3 separate regions of the Mus musculus genome follow, and regions 1 and 2 are each linked to region 3. Evidence: chromatin contacts called from public promoter capture Hi-C data. All regions are on one chromosome and are shown on one strand. The core of a region is the stretch at or near the end of the contact, and the rest is flanking DNA. Distances in the headings are between cores, read along the strand shown. Region 1 holds the start of Ccp110 (centriolar coiled coil protein 110). Region 2 holds the start of Rps13 (ribosomal protein S13). Region 3 holds the start of Xylt1 (xylosyltransferase 1).

Region 1 (5,075 bases), core at 508-3,007, 1.3 Mb after region 3:
GAACTCAGAAATCTGTCTGCCTCTGCCTCCCAAGTGCTGGGATTAAAGGCATGCGCCACCACTGCCGGGTGTATTCTCAGTTTTTAATCCCTGTGCCTGCAGAGCAGGTTAAGCAAATGTTTGTTCCTTCCCCACCTGCTCAAAAAGAAAAGGCAAGATGCCTTGGCAAAGGTCACATAGCCTTGACCTTTTCAATGTCAACTGCGTTAGTTTCTAGTGTGGCTTTTTGCATAATAAAGAGCTGGGGTAGAAGGACTGACAGAGGCAAAAGACATGGAAGTAGAGCAGAGAACTATAATAGCAGAGAACTTGGCTTGAGTTAGATGTGCTAACCGAGAGACTGCCCCAGCAAACAAGCCAACATCCTTATACTATACACAGGTCTCCAAGTCTTTATTATTAAGTTATAAGTGGAACCCCCACCCCAAAGCCCCACATTACATTGTCCTCAAGATTAACAGAACATGTCTGGACCTTGGACTCCATTTCAGGGCTCACTCACTGCTATGGGGCACTCTTGTCTCTGTCAGCTTTGTCCCTCACACCATGGTCCCCTCATGCCACCCTTCTTGAGGCACTGCCTCTGTTAAAGCCTTTGCCTGAGAGCCCATTCTCTGCGTCCCAGTGTTTCACTGGGATAGTGCTAGTGGGACAGATCTCACCTCTTGATACCCATCATCCCATGATTCCTCTGCCTCCAGCTCTTAGCCTACCTTTTTATTTTTATTTTTTGGCATGAGTGTATATATATATATATATATATATATATATATATATATATATATATACACACATGTACATATGTATAGGGAGACCAGAGATATCCATCTCTGTTGGGTATCTTTTTCAGTCAATTTCCACCCTAATTTTTGAGGATCTCATTGAAACTGGCTAGAATGGCCGGCCTGAGATCGCCAGGGAGTTCCTATTTCTATATCCCCAGGACTGGCAATTATAATTTTTAGCCAGGACTCAGAGCCTTTTTAGGGGAGTGTTCAGGCTCTGAACTCAGGTCCTCATGCTTGAGTGGCAAATGCTTTAGTGACTGAGCATCTCTCTAGATGACCCTTTCCTCCTATTAGAGATTTTTGTACCAGGTGCAGTATAAGAGTTTTCTCTGTTATGCCTCACAACCACTCTTGGTAGGCTCTTTAAAATTCCCACTATACATAAACAAAAATAAGCACCAGGAGGACGGCAAAGCCCAGTTATAGAATGGAAATGGTGTCATTAAATCAAAAAAGCTCTTAGTGAGTAATTTAGGTAAGAACTGATAAAAAATATTGGTGGATTTTTTTTTTTTGCCAACTTGAAGTTATCTTTTCCTCTGTATATTCCCCGCAACTGATCTGCAAAGAAGTGCAAATATATTAAAGCCTTGAGTTGGTGTCTGCGATTCAGCCACATTTTTCATTTATAGGGAAAACATGGGTGAATGTTGTACATTTTCCATCGACCAAACAGGAGACTATCTCTATACAGACAGACAGACGGACGGACGGACGGACAGACAGACAAACAAAAATACCCGACAACTTCCCAGGAACACTTTTGGGGTTTAAGGCCCTGAGGAGACTTTCTATGGTAATTTATAGTCAAAGCCCTTAGTTTGCAGTGAAGACTACTCTTCCCAGCGTGCATCTCGATTGCGTAAAGCTCATGTAAGCGCTTGCTGATGACCGCAGTGCACTTTGGGAATTGTAGTCTATGGAGGCCCAACCGCTTCAACTGCCCGCCAAACAGCCACCGGAAGTACCGGCCCTGAGGGGTGGAGTTGAGCTGGTGGCGGCGGCAGCGGTTGCCAGGATCCCGCGTTGCCGCCTGAGGGACCCGTAATATGGCGGGGAGGAGGAGGAGGAGAAGGCGGAGGACCTAGATGCGCTCTGTCTAAACCGACTGAGGCCTTTGCTTACAGAGGAGGCTGGTCCACGGGCAGAGAAGCTGACCGGGCAGTAGGTGTCAGGTGTGTGCAAGAGGACTGGGTTCGTTTTCCTACGGGTCTAGGCTGAGGTGAGACCCGGCATTGGTGTCCCGAGGGACAGAAGGCCGGCGTTCCGGACCCGGTTTGGCTTCCCTCGGTCACGAGCCCTTGAAGGCATCGGGAATGGGGAGGCGGGAGTTGAGGACCGGGGTCAGGGGGACTTGGAGGGGATGCTTGGATGCTGGCTCCGCCCAGTGAAGCATCCTGCGCTGAAGAGTAGGCACTTCATGGTGACTTCAGTTTGGTGTCGGAGGTAGTGTAGGAGGAGATGGAGGCGTCCCCCGGGGTGTGCACTGGCCATTTCTAAATACTGGTTACCGCAACCAAAGGCCCATAGGAGCGCTGTTTACACCAGCTTTGCCACTCTGGGGCATCTGCAGGATAATGTAGCTGGTTCTCTCAGACACCCATGATGCTGTTAAGTGGTTCCTACCTTAAGAGATGGATTTGGATGAGAAAGCCCTTTCTCATGTTTTCAAGTCACATTTGAGTCTCAGGAAGAACCAAAAATTGTCTCTTCTCCAAGAGTTCACACGGAGGTGATAAAAACACCATTATATCCTCCGTTTGGAAGCAGCTTCCACTTACTGATGCTTCTATTTGTCCTACATACAGTCCTGCGATTGCTGTCTGTGCCTTAGCTCATTGTTTTCTCATAAAATCGCCTTGAGACAGAGCCCCACTTTATAGATGGTGGGGTCCAGGGATATTAGCCTACCATGAATGTACGAACAGCTAGTATGTCCTTAAACAGCATATCTTTCTCCCTTTACAGACTCTGTAGGAAGTTTATGTGTTTGTGGAAAAACTTAGTGGTAAGCAGCCAGCCTTGGAAGCTGTGTTACCTTCGCCTTTCCTTTCAGTGACATTTCTGAGTACAGGTTATGAATAAGTAGATAGGAGCCATGAGGCTATAGGGTTTGCCAAGAGACTTCCTGGACAAAGGTCACTTGTAATTAGGTAGAAATGGAGTAGAAAAGGCATGCCTGGACCTGCTGAGGCTGGTGTGAATGTAAGTGGACCATGGACCAGTAATGCCTGATGCTAAAGTATGGGGTGGTAGGTTTGAGGTTGGGATCACCTTGTCATCAAGACTCCCTTAAAATAAACCTTGCTTGCAAGTGGTAACTGGTGTGAGAAATGTAGTGCCCTCTTGCACAATTGTAGAATCCCGGACTCTCTTTTTAATGACTACTTTTGCAATTGAGAGGTACCTAGTTCTCTGGGAATAGGGTTGTTCTCCAAGTTGCCATTCTCAGAATTCTCTTCATTCTGCTAGTCTTGCTTTACATTGCTTGATCTATTTGCCCTAATTAATTTATTCAATAATTGTCTGAAGTGCCTACCACGTGCTGACACCATTGTGTGTCATGGCGAACCAGTGAGCAAGACTGAGAAGGTACCTGTTCTTATGGAGTTTACGTTTTGGTGGAAGAAGATACACAAAACCCCAGGAAATAAACGAGATCATTTCAGATAGTGGTAAGTACTCTGGAAGCTGGGAAACATCAAGGTGATGTGCTAGTGATTGAGGTAGGGGAATTAGGATGGGCTGAAACTGAAGGTTAGGAAGGTCCAGTCATGCGCTGGATCTTCTGGAGCGTTCTCCAGTCTCACATGAGCACTGGAGCTTGAATGTCCAATTCATTGTCCCGCTGTACGTTACTCTGTTACTGTAGCTTTGCAGTGTGTGGGGGACCACTCAAGGGAAGTGGATAGCTCTCTGCAACAATGGGACATCTCTCTATGATGCTGTTAGAAGAAAAGGAGAACTAATGATGGCAGTTTATATCCTTAACCTTACCAGACTATTGAGTTTCTTTCTTTCTGTGCATAAGCTCAGAAATTATATAACATCATTTTTACTCTCTTTAATAGTAAATACAAAGGGTGTATTTTTAAAAAGTAATTTAGCAGAAATGGATTTATTGGGACTTTTCTTATTTCTTATCTACTAGGAATTTTGGTTAAGATACTGTTAGGTGAGTTGTTAGAGTTGTGCCGGAAAGGGTTCTGTTGCTTCTTAGTCATGTGTTTAAAAAGTGAATGTAAGCCTGCAAACTGATCCTAGCTCTCTAGAGAACCAGTTATTTCTTTGAAGTTGGATCTTCCTGTGCACAAATGGAACAAATATAAGCCTCAGAACAGAGAGAAGTTCTAGCTTGTTATGATTATGATAACATTTCTTTTGTTATTTTCCCTGGCCTTACCGGAGCCAGGGTTACACAATGTTATCCAGAACAGGCATCAGTAAGTACTTGGCACAATGCTAAAAAAGAAGGCATAGGCTGGCTAATCCTTCAGGTCACCTGGGATTTTCATAACCCAAAGTTTTCTAGAGATTGTGAAATTGCTGGGCTGGTTGTTTGAAGTTGCCTAGTGACCTCTCAGGCTTTCAACTATAAAATAAAGTTAATTAATAAATAAAATCCCCAGAGCCAGGAGATTGAGTCAGTTGGTGTCTATGGCATCAAAATGAAGCCTTTAGATGAACAGACAGAAAATTCCAGGAAGTGTTTAAATATTCCAGTACTCTTGGGTAATAAATCGTGTTTTGTCAGCACACTACTAAGAGCACTTTTCTTTCTCCTAGTGTGCGGTGGGAAGATGGAGGAATATGAGGAGTTCTGCGAGAAAGCACTTGGCCGAGCTCAGGAAGCATCGCTGTCCACAGGCAGCTTCCTGCCCGCTCAGGCAGAAAGTGTCTCACTCATCCGTTTCCATGGGGTGGCTGTACTTTCTCCACTGGTAAACTTAGTAATTATTTATGAACGATTTCTTCCATTCAAGCATGTGTACACATGAGAGTAGGTGCTGGAAGAGACCAGAAGAGGGCTTCAGACCCCCTGGAACTGGAGTGATGGGCCACAGAGGAGCTTGGAACTCAGCCTTGGTCCTCTGGGGAGCACTATGCTCTCAGTTGGAGTTATCTCTCCTCCCCTATTTGTTTTAAAATAACTTTTAAAATCTAGTGAACAACTAACGCAGCTCACTGAAAATCCAATGGAAGATTTATAAACAGCTGATGGGATGCCTAATGTTTTTCATAATCACAGAAATACAATACAAATGAGTTAGCATTTTTTTGCCTACT
Region 2 (4,444 bases), core at 1,695-4,194, 1.0 Mb before region 3:
CCCTAGGAAGACAGAATCCACTCAGTCAACAATGCTATACTCATTAACACCTCACACATTTTAAACACTGAATACAAGAGAACTCAAACTTTCACAACTTCCTAGTGTCTTACAGTTCTCCTACATGTTGATAGTAACAACCCACCAACCTTTGTACCAGCTGGACTAGTAGTTTAAGTGGCCAGGGAAACCACCCACTAAACAGATGCCAAACACTCCCAAACACATGCAGCAGCCACGCAGAAAGAACCACAAAACACCAAGTTACTCAAAGTGATTTTATTGCTTGTGCACACAACAGCATTTATGCCACTAGAGCAGAGGCTGTGGATGACTCACTGGGGGGAAAAAAAGAGAGAGAAACTGGGATTAGTACCGGACTTCAGGACCCATCAACTCTCTTGGTGACTGGAGCTATCCCCAAACCGCTACAATACCCAATTGCATACAATGCATCAAACTAAGCCCTAAGTTTAAGCATGAGGATGGACAGGCTCATTCTCAGCCAGACGTCTAAGGCCAAATCTAAGTGGCCAAATGGTGGAAAGATCAACCTATCTGCCATAAACAGTCAATGTCTGTATGCTTATCATAGCGAACAAGTCATGAAACAAACAAAAGGGGGGGATTTCATTCATAGTTTAATCAGCATCTATCAACTATGACCCTCTTCTTACCTTTAGAAGGACCCCCCCCCCCCCCAAGCATCATAAACCAACCAGTTCTGGCTGTCCTGGAAGTAACTGTGTAGACTAGGCCAGCCTCAAATGCAGAGACCTGCTTGCCTCTAGGTAACATTTCTTCCTTCCTTTCTTTTTCTTTTGGTTTTTCGAGACAGGGTTTCTCTGTGTAGCCTTGGCTGTCCTGGAACTCACTTTGTAGACTAGGCTAGCCTTGAACTCAGAAATCTGCCTGCCTCTGCCTCCTGAGTGCTGGGATTGAAGGCGTGCGCCACCATGCCTGGCTTAGGTAACATTTCAAGAGAACACTGTCATGTGATTATATATCATCCATGCAAGCTTCCCCACTACTATGACAGAGATGAACTGACACTTAGCCAAAAAGGCAAAATGCCTACCACTATTCATTATTTACCATCTAGCTGATTTGCCAACCAAAAACCATATACTTACTATTTCCAATTAGGTGGGAGCACCCGCTTAGTCTTATAGTATCGAGCCAATCGGTGAATTCTGCTCTCTATCAGAATCAGGCGGAATTTAGCATCCTTATCCTAGAAATAAAAGAGATTTAAGAAAACCACCAACAAGTAAAGAAACTAAATAGCTTCTATGGTTAGGTTAAGTTCTTAGGGCAATTTTTTTAAGGAGGCAGGGTATCTTATTATTATACAGAATAAGTTGGTTGTCTTACAATGTGTTAGACCAGGCTGGTCTCAAACTCCAACAATTAAGGGCATGCATCACCAAATCCACAGAGGCAATTTAAACTCCTAGAATAAGGCCCATAGCCACAAACCTACACAAAAGCCCCAGCACCTGGGACCAACTGGATGTAATAGTTTAGGGGAGCTAAAAATCAAACCACCTATTTCTAGGAAACTATCATGTTGACTATTAGCCAGCACCCAGAACCACCTGAGAGGACTCAAGTGCGTTCTCCCCTCTGAAGATCCGCAGCGCAAGTGTCTCGACACAACACCTGGTTTGTTGTCCGCCTTACCTTTCTGTTCCTCTCAAGGTGCTTTCGGACAGCAACAGCTTTCTTAATCAAATGGTAGAGATCCTCGGGGAGGTCAGGGGCAAGGCCTTTGGACTTGAGGATTCTCAAGATTTTATTTCCAGTCACAAAACGGACCTGGGCCACCCCGTGTGAGTCCCTCAGGATTACACCTGAAAAGAGAAACACACTCAAGCACACACACATGCGATAAAACCCTAACAGCCAAACTCCAAATTTCCAGCTCACTCAGACATCCAAGGAAGGTCAACCCAACATGGAAAGTCCTTCTGGTGGAAACTGCGAATGTTGGAACACCATCATCACTGTGAGCTTGCCAGAATACATCTGACCAGAGGAAACAATGTGACTTCTACCTTTATATTTAGTATTAACTTAAAAGCAGCCCAACATTTATTTGTACCTATCTTTAAAACTGCATGTTATTGCTTTTAAACCTCAAATTACTTCAGATCAGCTGAGCCCATTTCACATGATTTTTTCTGCATATTTCTAGCGAACTTTTTATATCCTAAAGAGGATATTTTCCTCCGATGAGCAGTTATTCCCAGACTCAGAAGCCAAGCTACCAGAAACGAGTTATTTCCCATTTGTACAAAGTCAGAGCAGCTTAGAATCAATTCAGTTAGATGTGACTCAATCCCAGACAGCCCTTGCTCCGCTGTGGAAGCAGGAGGAACCTTTTTAACATACGGACTAGACACATTTGTTTCTCGAGAGCAGAAGGAAGAGATTACATCAACACTCACCTATCTGGGAGGGAGTCAGGCCTTTCTTGGCCAATTTGTAAATCTGTTCCTTCACGTCGTCAGACGTCAACTTCAGCCACTACAGATGGAAGAGAAATCGGCCTTAGGATGAGAGAGCACGGCGGCAACCTTCCACTTCGGGTCCCATCCTCCCGCGCACCGATCGCTTCCCACGCCGCCCTCCAACCCTCAGCCTCTACTCACCGTGGGGACGCTACGGCGGTAGGGCAGCGCCGACTGGGACAGGCCCTTCCTGAAAACAGAAGATAGGAAGTAAAGCGGCGGCCCGCGCCCCAAGCAGCCCCACTGTCCCTTCACCCGCAGCCCGCATCCTCCTCTCTCAGCCCCGCGCCCCAGCCCCGCAACCAAGGTCGGCGCCGCGGGCTCACCCGGGAGCGTGCATGCGACCCATGATGGCGGAGGTCTGGCAGCAAAGAGAGAACGAGGTAGGAAACGGCACAGGAAATCAAGCCGCACAGGAAGTGACGCCACTCACCGACGTTTGCTCTCGCGCGGGGGCGGGGCTACATAGTGTGGCCACCGGAGCCCGGGAGACTACGCGTCCCAGAAGGCATGGCGGCGAGGCGGTAAGTGTATGGCTGGGTTGCTACGCCTTGAACTCTTGTCTCTAGTCTTGCTCTTAGCCAGAGCAGCAAGTCTGTCTCTAACATCTCTTCGGAAGTCGCATCTGAGGGGACCTAGGGCGTGCTCGAGTCCTGGGCTGAAGGATTTGGATAAGCTGCGGGTTTCTCAGGGCTCCCTCTGCAGCCCCGAACTCGTGCGGTGTGGGATGATCGCAAAGCCTAGGTGCAGCCGGCGCTTCTCTCTAGATCGTTAATTCTAGGCTTCCGAGCCCCGCCCGGGTCTGTCCTCCTGTCTGCGCGCCTTTTCTACACAGGTCGGAGCGCAGAACCGCTCACCCCCGTCGGAGAAGAGTTGGGAACGAGGAAAGAAGCTTCGAGAAGATGAGGGGGAAAGGGACTACCCCGGGAGTTGGTCTTTTAAGGATGTCCTAGTCCGGTTCACCACAGAGCGTTCGAAGAATGGGTGAATATAACAATTTATTGTAAATGCAACAAAAAACAACAAAGACATGGACCCAAGAAACTCAGATCTACAAGACCCTGTTGACAAGTGAAGCGTGAGAGGTTTGAAACAGTACTGAAATACTGATCCAGTTTTCTTTTTTGTTGTGTTTGAGACCGGGTCCCTCAATGTAGTTTTGGTTGTTCAGGAACTCGCCTTGTAGACCAGGCTTGCTTCAAACACACGTTAAGTCTTTCTGCCTCTGTCTCTTAAAAAAATGCTGAAATGATGATGAAAGGTTTGAGCCATCATGCCCAGCTGCGTTCTTTTAACCCATTACTAGTTGAATTACGTTTTCCAAAACATTGGGAACTTGAACCAAATTTGTATTTATTTCCTGGCAAAGTTGTATTTGATTAATTAACCAGATTCACACTTTTAGCCCAGATATGTGATCCGAACATCAAGCTTGGCTTCAATTCGCAATCCCTAAGCAAGAATACTTCATTTCACTCTAACACATTTGTCCGAATACAAATTTAGGGTTCAATAGTCTTTCTCATTTCCACGAGTCACTCCAACACATCTCACCACAGAAACGTATCAAATACTTCATTGTTTCCACGGGTACCCCAATCCTATCCATCATCTCTCAGGCAGCTTAAGTGGTGTCCCATTATGTATACAATCCATTGTCTGCCTAGTGGTTAGTGGTCTCTTTGTAAATCCCTCTAAATTGTGTGTGTTAAAGATTGATTTATTGATTTATTTATTTAATATAAGTACACTGTAGCTGTCTTCAGACACTCCAGAAGAGGGCATCAGAACCCATTATAGATGGTTGTGAGCCACCATGTGGTTGCTGGGAATTGAACTCAGGACCTCTGGAAGATCTAAATTGTTTTTAAAGACTTTTACTGTGTGAATATGGGGTAAGAGGATAACCTTGTGTAGTCTTTTCATCTTTT
Region 3 (4,790 bases), core at 1,247-3,746:
CCCTGAGGGAGCTGAATCACAGCCTGGCCCCTGGAGGACTGCTGTTAGCTGTGTCATGTGGAGGAAGCACAGGTCATTGTTACTTTACAGACAAAGTGCAGAAGCGCTCTTGAGACAAAGGTGGGCTGGGGGCTGGAATATTCCACACAGCCAGGGCAGGACTTGGAGGCTATGTTTACATGACCTCTTGCTACTCATTTAGCACTAAGAACCCTGAAGTTCTTGGGGCGGGGCGGGGTGGGGGAAGATGACTTGACCATGGTCGGGGAAGCTCAATGGAGACTTCAGGGACAGCCGAGGGAAGCCATTCTTCTACTCCCACATGGCTCTATGGAACATTTGAATGGCTACAGAGATAACAGATTTACCCCAAGGCCAGAGGTGTATCTAGGAACCCTGGTTAGATTCATTTCCTTGATCTGACTTCCTGAGCTTTGTGACTGGTTTAGGGGTAACTTAGGACCTAAAAATTACTCTGTAAGAAAACGCTCTCTGCATCTTCTAAAAGAATCCTGGACTGCAGATGAATAAGTTACAGCTAGTCTAAGTCACAGAATCTAGGACTCTTGTGATGTTCCAGTGTGAACAGACACTGTGGGAGAAAGAGAGGAGAAAGGAAGAGAAAATTCTGTAGTGGTTGTTCTAGGTTGCTGGATCAAGCCATGCCTGGAGTTAGTGCTCTGCAATAACTAGTTCTACAATCCAGTAAGGCTTATTTTTAGATTGTTAAACCAGGTGTTTTATTACACAAACTATAAATATTCCCAACTGATATGCAGATAAGAGGAGACTGGTGAACCAGGGAGCTGCCTCTCCTCTACAGTCTCACTGTTGATGAAGTGGGAATGCCTCTGTCCCTGGCTGCAGAGCTAGAGGGGGCCCTGGAGCAGATTGTAGACTGTCAGGGTAGCAGGTTGGCTGAGGACACAGCTATCCCAGTAGCACTCTCATGAACCCACGGCTCCTTTGCAAATCTCTCTAGGGACGATGGTCATGTTTTCTTCTGAGATTCCATACCTACCTACACCTGACTCTCTGGCCTTCTAGCTGACTGTAGATCAGAGGCACCCTTTGTCACCTTGGGATGCTTGTACCTGATCCCACATCTGGCACACATCAGTGCTCTAATATGCTGGTGCAGTGGATGGAAGGGTCCACTTCTCGCCACTGTTGGCCTTGCTCTCTGATAGATTCTGTACATATCCACTCGCTTCCCTTTACAAACCAGGGTGATGTTTAAAAGGGCAGGAGACAAAAGACCAAGAATTCGCTGTAAGTCCCCAGCTCACTGACATAGGTAGACATCAGTCCCATTCACATGCAGACATTAATAGATGCTATGTATCAAAAGGGGAAGTCTATAAGACTGAGTCAGAGAGAGCTGGATGAAGTTTGAGTTCAGAGAGATTATTCCTTCCAAACTCTCACTGACAGAGCTCAGAACAAGGTCAAGGGGGACAGTCTTGGTGGCTCAAGGTCACCAGTCAGTCCAGGAAAATGCTTCTCCTTATAAAGCAAGGCTGGGCTGACCCAGCTCTGAATCTAGTGCACACAGCAAGTCAGACATCAGGAGGGCGGATGGTAAGAAGGGCGTTAAGGGAGGGAGGCTCTGTGGCTGGGAGGGAGACTTCAGCTTGTGGCCAGGGAGGGTTGGAAAACTTCTTTAGCCACCAAAGCATTCACTTGCCAACTGGATTTGGAGGATGTTGGATTGTGAGTCTTTGGGGACCAGAGAAGTGAGTCAATGAGCCCTGAATCTTTGGTTGGCCCTGGAAGGGGGGGGGGGTGACTCAGAAGTCGCAGTGCTTGTGCTGATTAACCTCGGCGAGTCATTGAGAACCTCCTCCCCATCGTTTCAGTCAGTGATCCAGGAATCCCAGGCTGCACAAGAGCCAGGACCTGTGACACTCCTACGTTTTCTCCCATCTCCACCTGCCAAGGTTTTCTCTCTGTGCAGCCAAAGATGCCGGGACGGAAAACTCCGCGCCTCCTGCAACTCCGCCTCCAGTTTTCTGCCACATGGAACACAGACTCTCAGGACCCTTCTTTCCCTTTTCCTGACCTCTGCAAGCTGAGCTGCCCTGTTGACTCTTCTATCCTCCACTTTCCGTCTCTCTACCCCTTGCACCGGCCTTTTCGCACCCGTACCTTGTTCCCACGCCTGTTCTGGGGGGTGTCTGTCTGCTTCCTTCGCCTCCACCCCCTCCCTCACCTTCTCCTCCCCACGCTGCCCTCGGCTCCTCCTCCAGGCCCCGCCCTCTGCTCAGGGCCCGCGTCCCTAGTGGCCCCTTCCCCAGCCCTGGTACCCCTAACGCCCGCCCTAGAACCCTGGGGGTTGGGTTGGGGACCCTGACCCAGGGAAAAGGGAATCTCGAGGGGCCAGCTCCCTTCCGAGCCGTGTCCCCGCGCGCGCGCGCCGCGCCCCCTCCGCGGCCTCCCCGCGCCCGCCTCCCGCCTTCCCCTCCTCCTGGTGACGTCCGGGTCCCTGCCCGTCTGAAAACTCCGCGCCGCGGCGGTGGAGGAGGCGGCGGCGGCGGCAGAGGAGGAAAGGGAGGAGGAGGTGGTGGAGGAGAGGAGCAGGAGGAGGAGCAGCGGCGAGCCCGGGCGACGTCGGCGGGGCCCGAGCGCGGAGCCCCCGGGATAGAGCGCGCACCGGGGTGTCCCGGCACCCCGCTCGCCCCGGGCCGCCGCGGAAGATGGTGGCGGCGCCGTGCGCCCGGAGGCTGGCGCGGCGCTCGCACTCGGCGCTGCTGGCGGCGCTCATGGTGCTGCTGCTGCAGACGCTGGTGGTGTGGAATTTCAGCAGCCTGGACTCCGGGGCTGGAGAGCAGCGGCGCGCGGGGGCAGCGGCGGGAGCAGCCGAGCAGCAGCAGCCCGCGGCCCCGCGCCGGGAGCGCAGGGACCTGGCTGCCCATCTGCCCGCAGCCCGCGGAGGACCTGGAGGCCGAGCCGGCGGAGGAGGAGCACGGGGAGGCGGCCCCGGAGGAGCCCGCGCACAGCAGCCTGCCAGCCGCGGGGCACTAGCCTCCCGGGCGAGGGTAAGGTGCCCTTTGGGAAGGGGATCTCGAGCCCCGCGGACAGAGAGACAGATGGGCGACCCTACCCATGCCTCACATTGGTCTTGGCCACACAAGTCCCGATATCCGAAGGGACTCTGCGCCCTGGCTGCCTCTGACTGCCCTGGCTGCCCTGGGCAGCTGCAGGGTCGTGCACTGAGCCGCGCTGCTCTGTGCGGAGTCTGAGGACCGCCCCCTTGGGGTCTGGAAAGTGAGCTCCAGAAGAGACTCGCTTTCTAGGGGGTCCTGTTTCCTATCACTCTTTCTGGGCGTCCTACTTGCTCTCTGGGTGGGGGCGTTGATGCCTCACTCTCCACTCGAGTACGTGCATCGGATCGTGACCGGATCCTCAGCCGCTGCTCAAGGGTAGTTCTCCACGCAGCCTCTTTGGTCTGAGCTGTTTGCTGTGGGCTGAGAATGAGTGTGTTAAGTCCTCCACCATGTCCCTGGTGCCCAAATCAACACTGGGTCTTGCAAGCCTGATCTGACTTTGGGTCCTGTTTTCCCCTCTGGGAATCTACTTCTCTCTCCACCTTCCCCAGTCCCCACCTTCCTCAGTCCCTAACCTTGCCATTTCTTGCCCTCCCTGACTTCACCTCCAGGTATTGCCCCTTAGTTCCAGCTGGCTGTCTCTGACTTGACATGGGTGGTCAGTTGCACTTACTGTCTGTCTGTCTGGCCACGCTATCACCACACCTCCCAGTGTGCTTTGCTCTTCTTGGATGTGAATAGTCAGGTCTCTGAAACTGTCTTCCAGTTCTATTAGTACCATCTGGTTGGCTAGGTGGGGCACCGGCTTGTCTTCCTCTTCTATCCCCAACTTCTTTGGGGTATCTGTTTCACCTTTCTCTGAGCTAGGAGGGCAGGAGATCTGAGTCCGTAACTACTGTACAGGGTCTCTGCTCTGCGTAGGAATGAGTGTCTGTCTGTCTTTGGGCTGGTGTGATATGCCATGTGATTCTCTGTCCATCATCCCAGTTCCCTGCAGAGAACTGCCCAGCATCTGAAGGACGGTAGCTACCGGGGGAGTGTTTCTAGGATCTGTAGGAAGGGAACAGTCCTTGTTATTGCTTGTCACTCCGGCAGCCCTTGCTGAAGACTGCCTAGACACAGCTACACAGCTGTGTCAGAAGTGCTTTCTGATGTGCTTAAGTTCTTCAGGATTGTTTTGACCCTTGTTGCCCGAGCACAGCTCTTTATGTCTGTGAGCTAAAGCAGTCTCAGGACTTGATCTGACAGAGCATTTGGCTGCTCTGTAGCTACCAAGGAGAAGTCTTACCCTCACCTGTAGTGATGCTTGTGCATGAGAACCTGAGCATTCTCAATGTCCCCAAGTCCAAGGGGACCCAGGCACTCACTGCCTTTGAACTCCTGGAGTTGATCATGTGTTCCAACTGGAAAAACAAAAAACAAAAAACAAAAACAAAAACAAAAACAAAAACGCTATTACATGTTCTTCCTAAAATTGGAGACCTACTGGGAGGTGGGAGGGACTAGGCGCACTTAGTGCTGGCCCAGTGTGGAAACAGGCAGGGTGGGGAGGGGACCATGGGAGGGACTCACTGTACCTTTTGCAAAGGGGATTCAGGAGGTACTTTCAGGGTACATAGACCACCTGTTGAGATCAGTGAGAGAATTATAAAGAAAAAAGCAGTTGGTTTCTTTCTTTCCCCACCGATGGTCTGAGCAGTGATGCACAACCCCTCCATGTGTGTTCACCTAGGAGTAATCTCT

Evidence for each region. Capture Hi-C pulls out chosen DNA fragments and counts their contacts.
Region 1: a promoter capture Hi-C map of liver shows a contact between it and region 3, with 2.6 times the contacts expected there. The contact joins the promoter of Ccp110 here to the promoter of Xylt1 in region 3. A contact is called at or near these places in 2 of 9 other capture datasets (adipose tissue and liver).
Region 2: a promoter capture Hi-C map of liver shows a contact between it and region 3, with 2.6 times the contacts expected there. The contact joins the promoter of Rps13 here to the promoter of Xylt1 in region 3. A contact is called at or near these places in 1 of 39 promoter capture datasets (pre-B cells), 1 of 115 datasets of contacts at active chromatin or transcription factors (astrocytes) and 2 of 9 other capture datasets (adipose tissue and liver).

The regions. Positions count from the first base shown.
Region 1 is chr7:118,710,786-118,715,860 of GRCm38.p6, forward strand. It overlaps Ccp110 (centriolar coiled coil protein 110), which reads left to right and starts at 1,758. Exons shown (of 15, transcript NM_001360794.1): 1 at 1,758-1,963; 2 at 3,321-3,463; 3 at 4,575-4,729. The coding sequence starts at 4,589.
Region 2 is chr7:116,331,246-116,335,689 of GRCm38.p6, forward strand. Rps13 (ribosomal protein S13) reads right to left here and starts at 2,945. Exons shown (of 6, transcript NM_026533.3): 1 at 2,840-2,945; 2 at 2,655-2,703; 3 at 2,451-2,529; 4 at 1,684-1,853; 5 at 1,134-1,234; 6 at 262-338. The coding sequence starts at 2,862. The coding sequence ends at 305. Snord14a (small nucleolar RNA, C/D box 14A) reads right to left here and starts at 2,012; the gene lies at 1,926-2,012. Gm10589 (a long non-coding RNA gene) reads left to right here and starts at 2,924. Exons shown (of 2, transcript XR_869889.2): 1 at 2,924-3,037.
Region 3 is chr7:117,378,483-117,383,272 of GRCm38.p6, forward strand. It overlaps Xylt1 (xylosyltransferase 1), which reads left to right and starts at 2,497. Exons shown (of 12, transcript NM_175645.3): 1 at 2,497-3,038. The coding sequence starts at 2,697.